2 separate regions of the Sus scrofa genome follow, and region 1 is linked to region 2. A link is a contact called in public HiChIP or PLAC-seq data. All regions are on one chromosome and are shown on one strand. The core of a region is the stretch at or near the end of the contact, and the rest is flanking DNA. Distances in the headings are between cores, read along the strand shown. Region 1 overlaps MMD (monocyte to macrophage differentiation associated). Region 2 has its middle 30 kb from the start of HLF.

Region 1 (6,141 bases), core at 2,075-4,574, 140 kb before region 2:
TGAGAATAGCTGTTGGAAGGCTGTGAGATAAATGGAGATTCCAGAAGGATCCTACGCTGGGAGATACCAGCCGGAATAGAGTGACCATGCTGAACAACTCAGTATTCTGTTGACCCCACCAGAATACTGGGGCCGGAAGAGCTACACTGGTTCTAAGTGAGGGTGGCTCTGGCACTGCCGTAATAAAGCCCAGAAACCTCAAAAGGTCAAAAGTAATCCTCCTGTAAATAAACTGCCTGTCAGAATAAACCCAACATTCTTTTGAGGAAGACAACAAAAGCTATACTCTTTAACAACCTGGCATTCATTATCCAAACAAATATTACTAGATAAGAAATAGGAAATATCTAAGGAAAAACAGATCAATAAAAACAGATCCAAAGATGACAGATGGCGTTCCCATTGTGGCTCAGAAGAAGTGTATCTGACTAGCATCCATGAGGACTCAGTTCGATCCCTGGCCTTGCTCAGTGGGTTAAGGATCCGGCATTGCCATAAGCTGTGGTATAGGTCGCAGATGTGGCTCGGATCCAGCATTGCTGTGGCTGTGGCTGTGGTGTAGGCTGGCAGCTCTAGCTCCAGTTTGACCCCTAGCCTGGGAACCTCCATATGCCACGGGCGCAGCCCTAGAAAGACAAAAAAAAGACGGCAGATGTTGAAATAGCATACAAGAACTTTAAAACACAAGGAGTAAACTGATGAGGAATCTCAGGAAAGAAATGGAACTATTAAAAAAGAGAGCCAAATGGAAATTCTAGATCCAAAAACTGTATGTTAAGAAAAAATTTATTGGAGGGGTTGAACAACAAATGAGACACTGCAGAAGAAAAGATCAATAAACTTTAAAATGAATAGTCAAGCCCCAGACTGGGAGAAAATATTTGTTTTCTCTGTGTATATCCGACAAAGAATGTATCTCAAATATATAAAGCACTCCCAATCAGTAGTAAAAAAGCTAATTCTATAAAAAAAAAGAGTAGAACACTTCAACAGACACTTGACAAAGAAAAAGGTATTCAAGTATCCAGTAGCCCTTGGATAAGTTCTCAGTGTCACTAGTCATCAGGGAAGTCAGGGATATGAAAATTAATACCTCAGCATGCCACTACTACACCCCCTACAGAATGATTAAAATTAAGACTGATGCCACCAAATATCAGCAAGGATGTGAAATAATTAGAACCCTAGTTCATTGCTGGAGTTTGAAATGGTATAACCACTTTGAAATTTGTTTAGCAGTTTATGATTAAAAAATGGAGTTCCTTGGTGGCTCAGCAGGTTAAGGACTTGGCATTGTCACTCCTGTGGTTAAGGTTCAATCTCTGGCCCAGGAACTTAGGCCACAGATGCACCAAAAAATAAATAAATAAATAAATAAAATTAAGCATACCTTTATGACTCAAGCAGTATTATCCAACAGAAACAACAGCATGTATCTACAAAAGGACTTGTAAAATAATATACATATTAAATTTATTCATGATACCCCTCAAATGGAAAGGATAATCAAATGATGTTAAATAAATCAATGGGATACTAAGTAATAGAAAAAAAAGAATGACTTGGTACACAGTAGCACATTCATGAATCTCAAAAACATTGTACACTGTTCATTTCAAAAAAATGAAGCCAGACACAAAAATGTACATAGAGTATAATTCCATTCATGTGAGGTTCTAGAACAAGCTTAGTTTGCGGTAAAAGCAATAAGAAAAGTGGTTGCCTTGGTGGACGGGATTGTCCAGGATGGGGAAGGGGCATCAGAGAACTTTGTGGGGTGTTAGGATACATGAGCGTGAGTATCTTGATGGGGTGGAATGGTTTACATACATGTGTGCATTTTATCAAAACTCTTACTGTTCACTTAAGATCTATGCATTACCCTGTGTAAATTAATCATCTGTTTTTTAAATGACCGCCCCCCCCCAAAAAAGGAACATAAGTTCAGGAGATAGACCACCTTGGTTCTTTGTTCAAATCATGATTCTGACACTTAAAAGCCTCATAGCTTTGGGCAAGTAATTTACCCTCTCTGTGTTCTGGCTTTCTCATCTATAAAGTTGAGATTAAAATAATACTGAAATATTAAATGAGGGTTTCAAACAGGGCCTGATACACAGAAACATATTGACATTGATAATGAAGAAAACATAGCTGGTTTTGTTTGCTCTAGGTTTAACTATGTTCTTGTTCTTTGAGGGTTGATAAAGCAGATGTGCTGTCCTGAAGAACTAACCGTCTATTAACAGAATGTGTGTCAGAACCAGCCTGTGCACTTGGTTTGGTCTCTCATATATTGTTTTAGCAGAAGAAAAAGGAACAGTGTCTTTGGGGCATCGAGCAGCTGTGTGACTTTGTTCAGGTTACTCGTTTCTCTGACCTTCTTAGTGTCTTCATCTAAAATAAGGAGGTTTGGGAAGTTCCCTTCGTGGCTCAGTGGTTAAGGAACCCAACTAGGATCCGTGAGAATGCAGGTTCGATCCCTGGCCTTTCTCAGTGGGTTGGGGATCTGGCGTTGCTATGAGCTGTGGTGCAGGTGGCAGACACAGCTCAGATCCCTCGTTGCTGTGGCTGCTCTGTAGGCCGGCAGCTGTAGCTCCAATTTGATGCCTAGTCTGGGAATTTCCATATGCTACAAGTGCAGCCCTAAAAAGCAGTCAATCTGTCAATCAATCAATCAATCAATAGGAGTTAGTTGAGTGACTCCTCACTGAGGAGTAGATGCCCCTGTGAGAATCCCATGAAAACCTCCTCTCTTAGGAAAATGCCCCTAATACACATACACAGAGAATTGCGTATAATTATAGAATATCAATTGCTTTGTAACCTTTAGGAAATAATGAGTGTGTATGGTGGTTTGTTTTGCTTGTTTTCCTTTTTAAGGAAAACGAAATCTGGCTGATGTCCTACCTTAGCGAGGTTAATGAGAAATCTGGTATCTGTCATTTTGAATTGGCTCCTTCCCTCATTATTTTATCCTACAAAAACCATGGTGCTTATGTGAACTTGAAAATTACAAAAACCATGGTGCTTATGTGAACTTGAAAAATACGGCAGATCCTCACCCTGGCCCTGGATCCTCAGGCCTGGTTCTTGGCACACATCGTCCGTGACTGCCATTGCTCTGGCCTAGGCCCATGGGACCCTTCAAGCAAGTGGTTACAACGAGGCTTCCCCATGTTCCCTGTTGAACTTGGCCACGGGGATCTGCTCCAAGGCTCCCAAAGTCACAGCCACCCAGTGCCCAGTCCTCTAGGTTATCCATACACCTCTCCCCATCCAAGGCCATGCCACAATCTGGCTTAAGTTTCCACTCACCCTACAGAACCTGATACCTTTCTATTCCTAGTCTCCAGGAATCCCAACTTGTTTCTCTATCAGCTTCCTAAGCCTGCCTCTGTTCTCTTCCCCTCTCATTCATACAGCCCAATTTTAATCTTATAAATGGGCCAAGGTCTTTGAAAACCAAAAGTAGTCTACGCGTTCTCCTTTTTATGCTAAAACACACAAGGCTGTTAATTTCCTGCTAAGCTAAGAAACTCCCAGGTGCAAAGACAAAAAGGCCTGGGAACATCCAGAAAGTTAGGAAATATGCCATGTGGTCTCAGGTCTCAGAGGTCACTCCTAGCTGGATTTTCCTGTGTTAGCCATGAAGAAGCAGTAAGCTCACCGAAGCAGGGGGAGAGTCTCAGAAAAGTAATTAGTGTAGAACAGAGTTTGAGGAAGACAAAGGAGTGGAAACCAGGCTGAGAGGTGGATTATAAATGGAGTGGTGTGGGCGTGCCTTAGTAGGGAAAAAAAGCTCTTAAACGGGAAGATGAAAGCCGAGGACTGTACTTTATTAAAACAAATTATCATTCATTTTAGATGCAATCACAGTCTGCTTAAACTTGCTATAAATGAGCAGGAGGTACCACTTTTTACCATGGGACCTGTAACTTGACCGCTCAGTCAGGTCAAGACACTGATCCAGAGGGTAATCTAGGTCAATTTAAGTGTAGTTCATGTTTACAGGTCAGGGTTCTGTCTACGCAGAGCTACTTCATTGTCTAGACAGTTAGGAGGCTTAGGGGGAATTGCAGTGATCTCTTTAGCTTGTCACATCAGAGTAACATCAAAACCTTTTTATTTTTTTCCTCTGTTGACAGAATAACACTGACGGACTCCACGAACTTGCCTGTGGGGGCTTAATTTATTGCCTGGGAGTTGTATTCTTCAAGAGCGATGGCATCATTCCATTTGCCCATGCCATCTGGCACCTGTTTGTGGCCACGGCAGCTGCAGTGCATTACTATGCCATTTGGAAATATCTTTACCGAAGCCCTACAGACTTTATGCGACATTTATGACCAATCTGTACTAGGTCTCCAAACCAGTATTATTTCAATTATGGCACTTAAAAGAGTGAGGTCAGACCTGAAAACTGCACGGAGGAAAAAACAACAAAGAAGACAACTGCACTGACTTTCTTTATATCTTTTGAATATAATTACTGTGAAAGTACAAAAGCTGTGTTCTGGAGTTTTCCCCCTCACAGCAAATAAGTAAAGTTGTGACTTAATTATTCATTCCATTCCACTATTATGAAGGACTCTGGATAGGCTTGGCCAGCTGATGTTTACAAACCAGAATTTTGTATTTTAATTTTACAGATTTTACTACATGATTTTTCTAAATTACCAGGTCAGGTTGTAAAAGTCAGTGCAATAACAAAACTTCCTTTTTAAGAGAAAATGATTTCTATCACTTTCCCATTAGCCGTGTAAAGAATCATGGACAGAACTTACACTACTTTTTACCATGTTTCATCTTGGCATAACGTGGTTATTTTTTAAAATAGAAACTTCAGTTTTTTGTAAATTTTTTAAAAAAATAATTCATTGAAGCGCATCTCTGCGGTTCCTCATTCATGTGAATTTTTGCAGCAAGCTGTCAACATTCCACAAGAGAACAAACATTATACCTCTTCTGATAGTTTTGTGAAGCATGGAGAAATTGCCAATTTTTAAAAACTGCAAGTTTTCCAAAACTTTTCTGCCAACCTCTGACTCCGAATTCCGTGCTGCTTTGGGTCATATACTTGACCTAGTTAGGTGTCCCAGTGATGGAAAAGTATTTTGATATAAACTTTTTCAAAAGATTCAACCTTTTCTCTATGCCTTTGCCATGTTTTCTTCAGGGTCTTTTCTCAACAGCGGATGCCTATTCAGTCTGTATTAGAGTATTGTTGGATTGGCCATCCATAGAAAACTCCTGAAGAGCATTCTGATTACAGAGAATAGTGGTCATGCCTGTTTGGTGCCTAATGGTTAAGTCATTGTCACTTAGCTGTACATTATCAGTTTGATATTCATTTTAAATTGTGGAACTAGATGCATAAATTCACATTTCTACCTTTCCTTTGCATTTCTTGATATACTTTTTTCTTTTTCATAAAAAAAAATATTTAAAGCCTTGTTTGGCAGATAAAAACTCATGTGCCTGTAGTCCATGGGTTGTATCCTGACTCAGTGGAGTGGTATTTAATATGTTGTTTTTGGTTTTCCCTCAGTGTCTTATATTAAGATTAACATATCAGTTGCTTTGTTGGTTAATCTCCTGGTGGTGTTTTAATAAATGAGATAACCTTGCCTTTATATCAGGTGCTGATAGCCTGTTTTCCAGTAATGGGTTTGATCATTGGACTTGTTGGCTTGACAGTATATCAAATTCAATTAATTGAAATATTGTACTGATGTGGCTTTAAATGAGGGTTTATTTTGTGTGTGTGTTTAGAAATCTCTGACTTTGGTAAATTACATGGGAAAGAAGAACAGAAGAACTGCTTTTTTGCTGGTGAATTCTTAAATAGGCAAGGTACCCAGTCATAACACCGTCCAGACCACCCCTTCTGCATGATTCTGAACATCTGGATGCCTGTTGTTTTATTGTGTATATTTAATTTTTAATATATTAACTTTTGTGGATTCATTTGAAGTCTGCTCTAAAGTAACACTGTCAAAAACCACTAAAATGTATATAAAAAATTGTGCTGTAGACTAAAATAAAATTGTTACTTGGATTTGTTCCACTGTCTCTAAATTAGATGACTGTGAAAATGATAATGCGTTTTTGAAAGCTTGAGCTCATCTAGTATTTGTC
Region 2 (6,120 bases), core at 555-3,054:
GAGTGTCACAGCTTTGTTTTTTCCTTGCAGGTACAGATGCCAACAGAGAGCAAGCTGGGAAGCATGCAGGTTTCTGGAACTTAGTACCCAGACTCATGACCTTCTTCCTATAAGTTATAGTGGCCTTTCAGGTCAGTCTCAGGGCTTCTTTGATTCTGCTGCTTTTCTGACATTTTCAGAGAGGTGTGGAAACTTCTAATCTTGTTCTGGCTTGTGTGAAGCTACTTTCTCTGTTCTCTTGATTCACAAGAAAGGAGCAATCAGAGAGAGCATTAGTGCTTCTTTAGTAGGTATCACTCTTATCCTTCCCTTCCCTCGTACGTTGCTACCCAGTTCCCCATAAGGCGGAAATGCACTGATCTGCCAATTTTTTTTCCATTTTTCAAACTTGAATTCAATTAGAATTGTATCATGGGTCACAAAAACTACACATGCAATGTATTATGATTTATGGCATTCTAGTAAATCATGGGTTCATTTCATTAAGCTTCATTGATTTGAAATGAGTAGCAGGCAATTTACTGCCTGAACACTAAGTATTTAAATTCTACATTGCTACAAATTACTACAACTTTTTTTTGGAAAATAGTTTGACAGTGCTTTATCAGAAGTTACAGGAGTTCCCTGGGGGTTCAGTGGGGTAAGGATCCAGCAGTTGTCACTGCAGTAGCTTGGGTTGCTGCTGTGTTGCAGGTTCAACCCCTGACCTGGGAATTTGGGCACCCCATGATGTAGCCAAAAAAGAAAAATAAAAAAGAAGTTACAAAATATTTCTGCCTTCTTTCTAGCCATCCTATTCCTAGGATTTACTTTAAAATGGAGGGGTAAAAGCGTTGTGCACAACTATGTTCATTAAAGACTGGTTTAGAATAACATAAATGGAAACTGTATACATTCCAACTACATGTGCTGGCTAAGACAATTATAGTAAAGGACTCCATGAGGGAAATATTATGTAACTATTAGTAGTTCCCTTTGTTTGGAACACTTCTCCACCCCCCTGCCTTACTTTTCTGCCAGCTAACTCCCACTTAGCCTTCCAGACTGAGGGTACCCACCCCTGCGCTTGGGTGCCCCTTCCCTGTGCTTATATAACACCTGGGCACACCTCTGTCAAGGATTTACAGCCGACGGCAGCGTAGCCCATTGACTTGGCTTCCTCTTCTTCCACTGGATTGCAACCCACTGTGGCAGAGCCCGTTGTGCAACAAGTTAAAAAGCAGAAAGGGAGGGGGCAAGACCTAAAATTAACTCCAAATACATAAAACTCAGGCTTCAGTTGATTCAGGGCCGCCTTCACACCCCCAGGCCCATCAGCACCACTATCACCTCTTAAATCTCTAGTGGAAGGTGAGAAATGTGCTTAAAATCCTTGTGGGGACATGTGGGGGAGGGGTGGAAGTGGCAAGGAGGGCAGTGGGTAGAAGATGAGAAATGGGGGGCGTAAGAAGATTGCTGCAAATGTCCAGAAGCCTTTCACATTCTTTTCTATTTCCTTTGACAAAGTTCGTTTCCATGTATGGCTGAGTTCCTTTATAACAAACAGGAACCGCAAAGAATCGATGGGATTCTGTTGACACCGCAACGCAATGTGACCTTTCCTCTTTACAGGCAGCATTGCTTCAGAAAGCCGCGTGCGGATGTCAGGAACGTGAGCCCGCTTTCCTGTGTGGGTCATCTCCATCCCGCTCCCAGAGGCACTGCGCGGCGCTCCATTTGCCCGCCCGACTTCGGAGCGGAGCGCCCCAGAGGGAGGAGAACCGGCAAATCCTTTCCGGCGCCGAGAGCCCGCGGACCCCGCCCGCCCCGCCGCGCCCGGCCGTCACGTTGGCTGCGGAGCGCCTGCCGGCTGCGCTCCAGCGGGAGGTGCCGGGGTAGCTGAGGGGAGCTGGTCACGTGACAGGAGGAGTCTGACCTACTTTTCCCGAGGCCGGCGCAGGCGCACATCTCCTCTGCGCGCCGCTGGATGCCTCACGTGGAATCGCACGTGCGGCTCCTCTGCCGGGGCTGCAAGCTCTGCGCCTGCTAATGGAGGGTCGGCGGACGGGCGTGGCTGAGCCCGGGGGCGGGAGACCCAGAGCTTACTCTGCGGATACCGCGATCTTCACCCCAACATGGAACCCGCAGCTTTGAAGAGGTGTTGCGGCGCCTGCTCGCGAATTCATCGAATTTAACATTTCATGAATTCAAAAATGAAAACAAAGTTACTGAACATAAGCCTTTTGTTTGAATCAGCAATTCCACTACCCAGAATTGATCCTACAGATGCGGTCCCACTTCTATGAAAAGTCTCCCTAGAAGGGTAATCATGACACCACTGTTTGACATAGCAGAGGATGGGAACTGCTCTTAAATGTCCAACAGTAAATCTGGTCAAATTCATGGAAACAGAAGTTAGTTTAGGGCTATGTTTGGAATTGTCTGCACTGGTTACAAAGTAATGAACTCTATAGATTCTGATGTGGAGAGACCTCCAAGATACACTGTGATCTAAAAAAAAAATATAAAATGGGGCACAACATTGTGGATGAGTTGTTAACATTTGTGTCATATATATATACACACACACACACACTCATATATATTATATATATTCATAAATGTATAGCTCTGGAAATAGGCACAAGAAATGCAAAGAAAGACGTGGTTGAGGGGGTCAGGAGAAGAAGAAAGATTGATTTTACACTTACACCCTTTGGTAACTTAAATGTGGTACCCTGTGTGATTAATTTATTTTTAAAAATAAAATCTAAAAGAGTTTTTTTAGCACTTACTCTGTGCTGGGCACCAGGTTTCATGTAAATCATTTCCTTCTAGAAGGTTTGTTATGTGCCCTATTTGCTACACTTTATTCTGCTCAGCTTTATTGTAGTGTTTCAAGCTTTCTGAGAAACTCTTGAGAAAAACTGTAATTCCCAAGATACCCATCCAACAAGGCTTCTACATATTTAAGATCCTCTCTCAGTTTTATATCTTAAGGGAGACAACGTAACAGAGGGAGGGCCTCTCAGCCACAAACATTTACAAGATAAAGCCTATAGAGCACTTTTGGATCTGTAATTAACCTTTACCCTCCCAATTACTCTGTGAGTTTGTAACCCAGCTATTATTGTCATTATGGTTATTATATGTCGACCAGTTATAATATATTTGGTTGCCAGTAACACAAAAATCCAACTCTAAGTGGCTTGAACAGGAAACTCATTTAACTGAAGTCCAGGATAGGATGGACTTCAGGGATGGTTTGATTCAACAGCTAAACAATATTGCTAGGACCTGGTTTCCTTCCATCTGTCTGCCATGCCTTCCAAGTGGTCAGCTTCATCTAAAGTTTTGGGAAGTTCTCACTTAATGAAAATGCTTCTTTCACAGAGTCAGCAAGCAGACATCTTTCCTGTACTATTGGCCTGAATTGGGGCAAGGGCCCACATCTGAACCAACAACCATGGCAGGAGATGGAATTATGCTGATTCATTTGGATTAATCCCATGTGTTTTGAGGGGAGCTAGAGGGAACAAGCAAACATACTGGATACAGATGTGGAGAGGCAAACACAATGCCCCTCACAGTGCTTCTATTATTACTATTGCTTTTACTGTCTTTTTTTTTCCCAGGTGTGGATTGAGTGATAGATTTTGGTTTGCCCCAAATTATGCAGCTAGTATAAGTGCATTTTTTCCTGCAATGTACACCTTTGCAGTGAGGCAGTGAGTAAGAGCATCAGATCAGGAAAAATCCATCTCTACGACTAGAAAAACAACTTAAGTTATGGTGAAAGATCAGTGACGTCATTTTGGCAGAACCACATTTATGTGCTATTTCTTCATCCGTACATCCGATACATATTAGACTCCTTCTATATGTGGAAGCACGAGGGCTCTTGGAGGAATATGGAAGACATTCATGACCCCTGAACTCAAAAGGAATACAGTCAGGTTAGGCAAACAAGATAGACACTTGGAAAGTGTTAAATAATGAGACAGCATGCAATTAAGTGCCTAAGAGGATGATAATGCACCGTGGCAGATATTCACAGTAGAGAGAGACCATAAGGCAGAGAATAGTTTAAAAAGGTAACACAGGAGTTCCTGTCTTGGCGCAGTGGTTAACAAATCCGACTAGGAACCATGAGGTTGTGGGTTTGGTCCCTGCCCTTGCTCAGTGGGTTAAGGGTCCGGCATTGCCGTGAGCTGTGGTGTAGGTTGCAGACGCGGCTTGGATCCCGCGTTCCTGTGGCTCTGGCGTAGGCCAGTGGCTACAGCTCCAATTGGACCCCTAGCCTGGGAACCTCCATATGCCGCGGGAGCGGCCCAAGAAATAGCAAAAAATAAAAAAATAAAAAAATAAAAAATAAAAAATAAAAAGGTAACACATTGCTGTGACTGTGACATAGGCCACCAGCTACAGCTTTGATTTGACCCCTAGCCTGGGAACTTTCATATGCTGCAGGTACAGCCCTAAAAAGCAAAAAAAAAAAACAAAAAAAAAAAATAGCAAAAAGAAGAGGGCCTTTAAGGATTGCTCAGCCTAGGTTAGATAAACAGGGAGAAGGGAAGGGCTGTGGAGGTGGTTGGATGCCATATGAGCAAAGGAGTGGAGGGAGTAATGAATCCAATATTCTCAAGATTTGAGATCAAACGTATTGGCCTGGGGAGGGTTGTGTTGGTGAGAGTGATATATGATGTCGGGATGTAAGAAACCAGATTCCTCAGGCTTATAGCCCTTGTGGATATAGATGCATAGTAATTATTTAAATGGCCCTGGCTTCTACTCCCACCTACTCATCCTTTCCAAATCTCTTCAAGTTGTATCAGAGAGCACCCAAAGATCTTTTGCATGTGCGTGGAGATCGGTCAGCTGATTATAGTCACCCCACAGAATCTCCTATGCTCTTCCTATCCTGCTCTGGTCCACCTCCTATCATCTTTTCCTAGGAAGCAGGATGAAAGATGTCTCACCATCACCTGATTGGTTTTATGAAAAGGAGAGGGAGGAGTCAGGAACAATCCCTAATGTATATACCATGTTTGTGGCAGGTTGTGTCAACACCTCGTTCATTACATCCCCATGTTCACACCATAAGGGGAAGGTTCTCCTCCAACACACTGGATGCTCAAATATTCACTACCTATCAATTTAAGATCAAGGCATACCCTCAATGGCAGGACCAGGACTAAAGCAAGGTAAGTGAAGCTGGCTGAGAGGCACTCACTTGGGGTCCTGCAACTTTTCAGGAATGGTGTATCACCATCTTTGTCTTGTAGTCTGGACAAACTCAAACTAGAAAACTCAGAGTGTCCTTCTGAGGCTTTTGTTTGTTTGTTTTGTTTTGTCTTTTTAGGTCCATACCCACGGCACATGGATATTCCTGGGCTAAGGGACACATTGGAGCTGCAGCTGCCAGCCTGCATCACAGCAATGGTGAATCAGAGCCAAGTCTATGACCTACACCACAGCTCACAGCAACACCACTAAGCTAGGCCAGGATCGAACCTGCATCCTCCTGGATACTAGTCAGATTCGTTTCCACTGGGAACTCCCTTCTGAGGTTTTAAGATTCACAGTATATCAAGGAAGTCTTAATAATTGGCAGTGGTAAATGCTGATTTTGACTTGCATCCATGTTTTTATGTGTTTTTTTTTCTCTTTCTCTTAAAAATCTTTATCATCCATCCTTCTTTCCTACAGCCCAAATAATACTCTATAGACTTTGGATTATTAACCATGTGTGTGAATTCATTTATATAAGCTGTCTGTTCACCTGAATTATCATGGTGAATTACATGCATTGAAGGTCTGCAAGGATAGGACTATGATGAAAATAAATTTAAAAAAAGTTTTGCTTTCCAGAACATCATTTGCCATAGGAAAAGACAAGCTTATAAACAGACAAGGACAATAAGCAAGCGTAAAAGTGTGTCAGGGTTAGAGGGACACAAGAGAGTGAATGGCAGCCTCCACTACAGTTGGCGGTGGGTAGGAGGTAGCAGAGGTCAAAAAATTCTTTCCATAGGATGTGACACCTGAGCTGGGTCTTCAGAGGTGAGTCCTTCCCATAAGCCCCCCACCCCATAAGCTAGGCCTTGCATTAAGCAATTGGAGTAGGGAAAGGAGATGTAT

The links. HiChIP or PLAC-seq counts read pairs in DNA pulled down with a chosen protein or histone mark.
Region 1: an H3K27ac HiChIP or PLAC-seq map of skeletal muscle shows a contact between it and region 2. The contact joins two enhancer-like sites. A contact is called at or near these places in 1 of 47 Hi-C or Micro-C datasets (skeletal muscle) and 1 of 2 datasets of contacts at active chromatin or transcription factors (skeletal muscle).

What each region holds. Positions count from the first base shown.
Region 1 is chr12:31,695,769-31,701,909 of Sscrofa11.1, reverse strand. It overlaps MMD (monocyte to macrophage differentiation associated), which reads left to right. Exons shown (of 7, transcript NM_001044595.2): 7 at 4,149-6,061. The coding sequence ends at 4,349. Among named protein-coding and RNA genes, the nearest start is that of MMD, 25 kb to the left of the region's middle. Within about 2 kb of position 3,324, at least 5 of the 83 cell types and tissues checked have an H3K27ac peak or open chromatin away from gene starts, as enhancers often do. A contact at or near this core is called in skeletal muscle, where this site is marked.
Region 2 is chr12:31,556,170-31,562,289 of Sscrofa11.1, reverse strand. No RefSeq gene overlaps it. Among named protein-coding and RNA genes, the nearest start is that of HLF, 30 kb to the left of the region's middle. Within about 2 kb of position 1,804, at least 48 of the 83 cell types and tissues checked have an H3K27ac peak or open chromatin away from gene starts, as enhancers often do. A contact at or near this core is called in skeletal muscle, where this site is marked.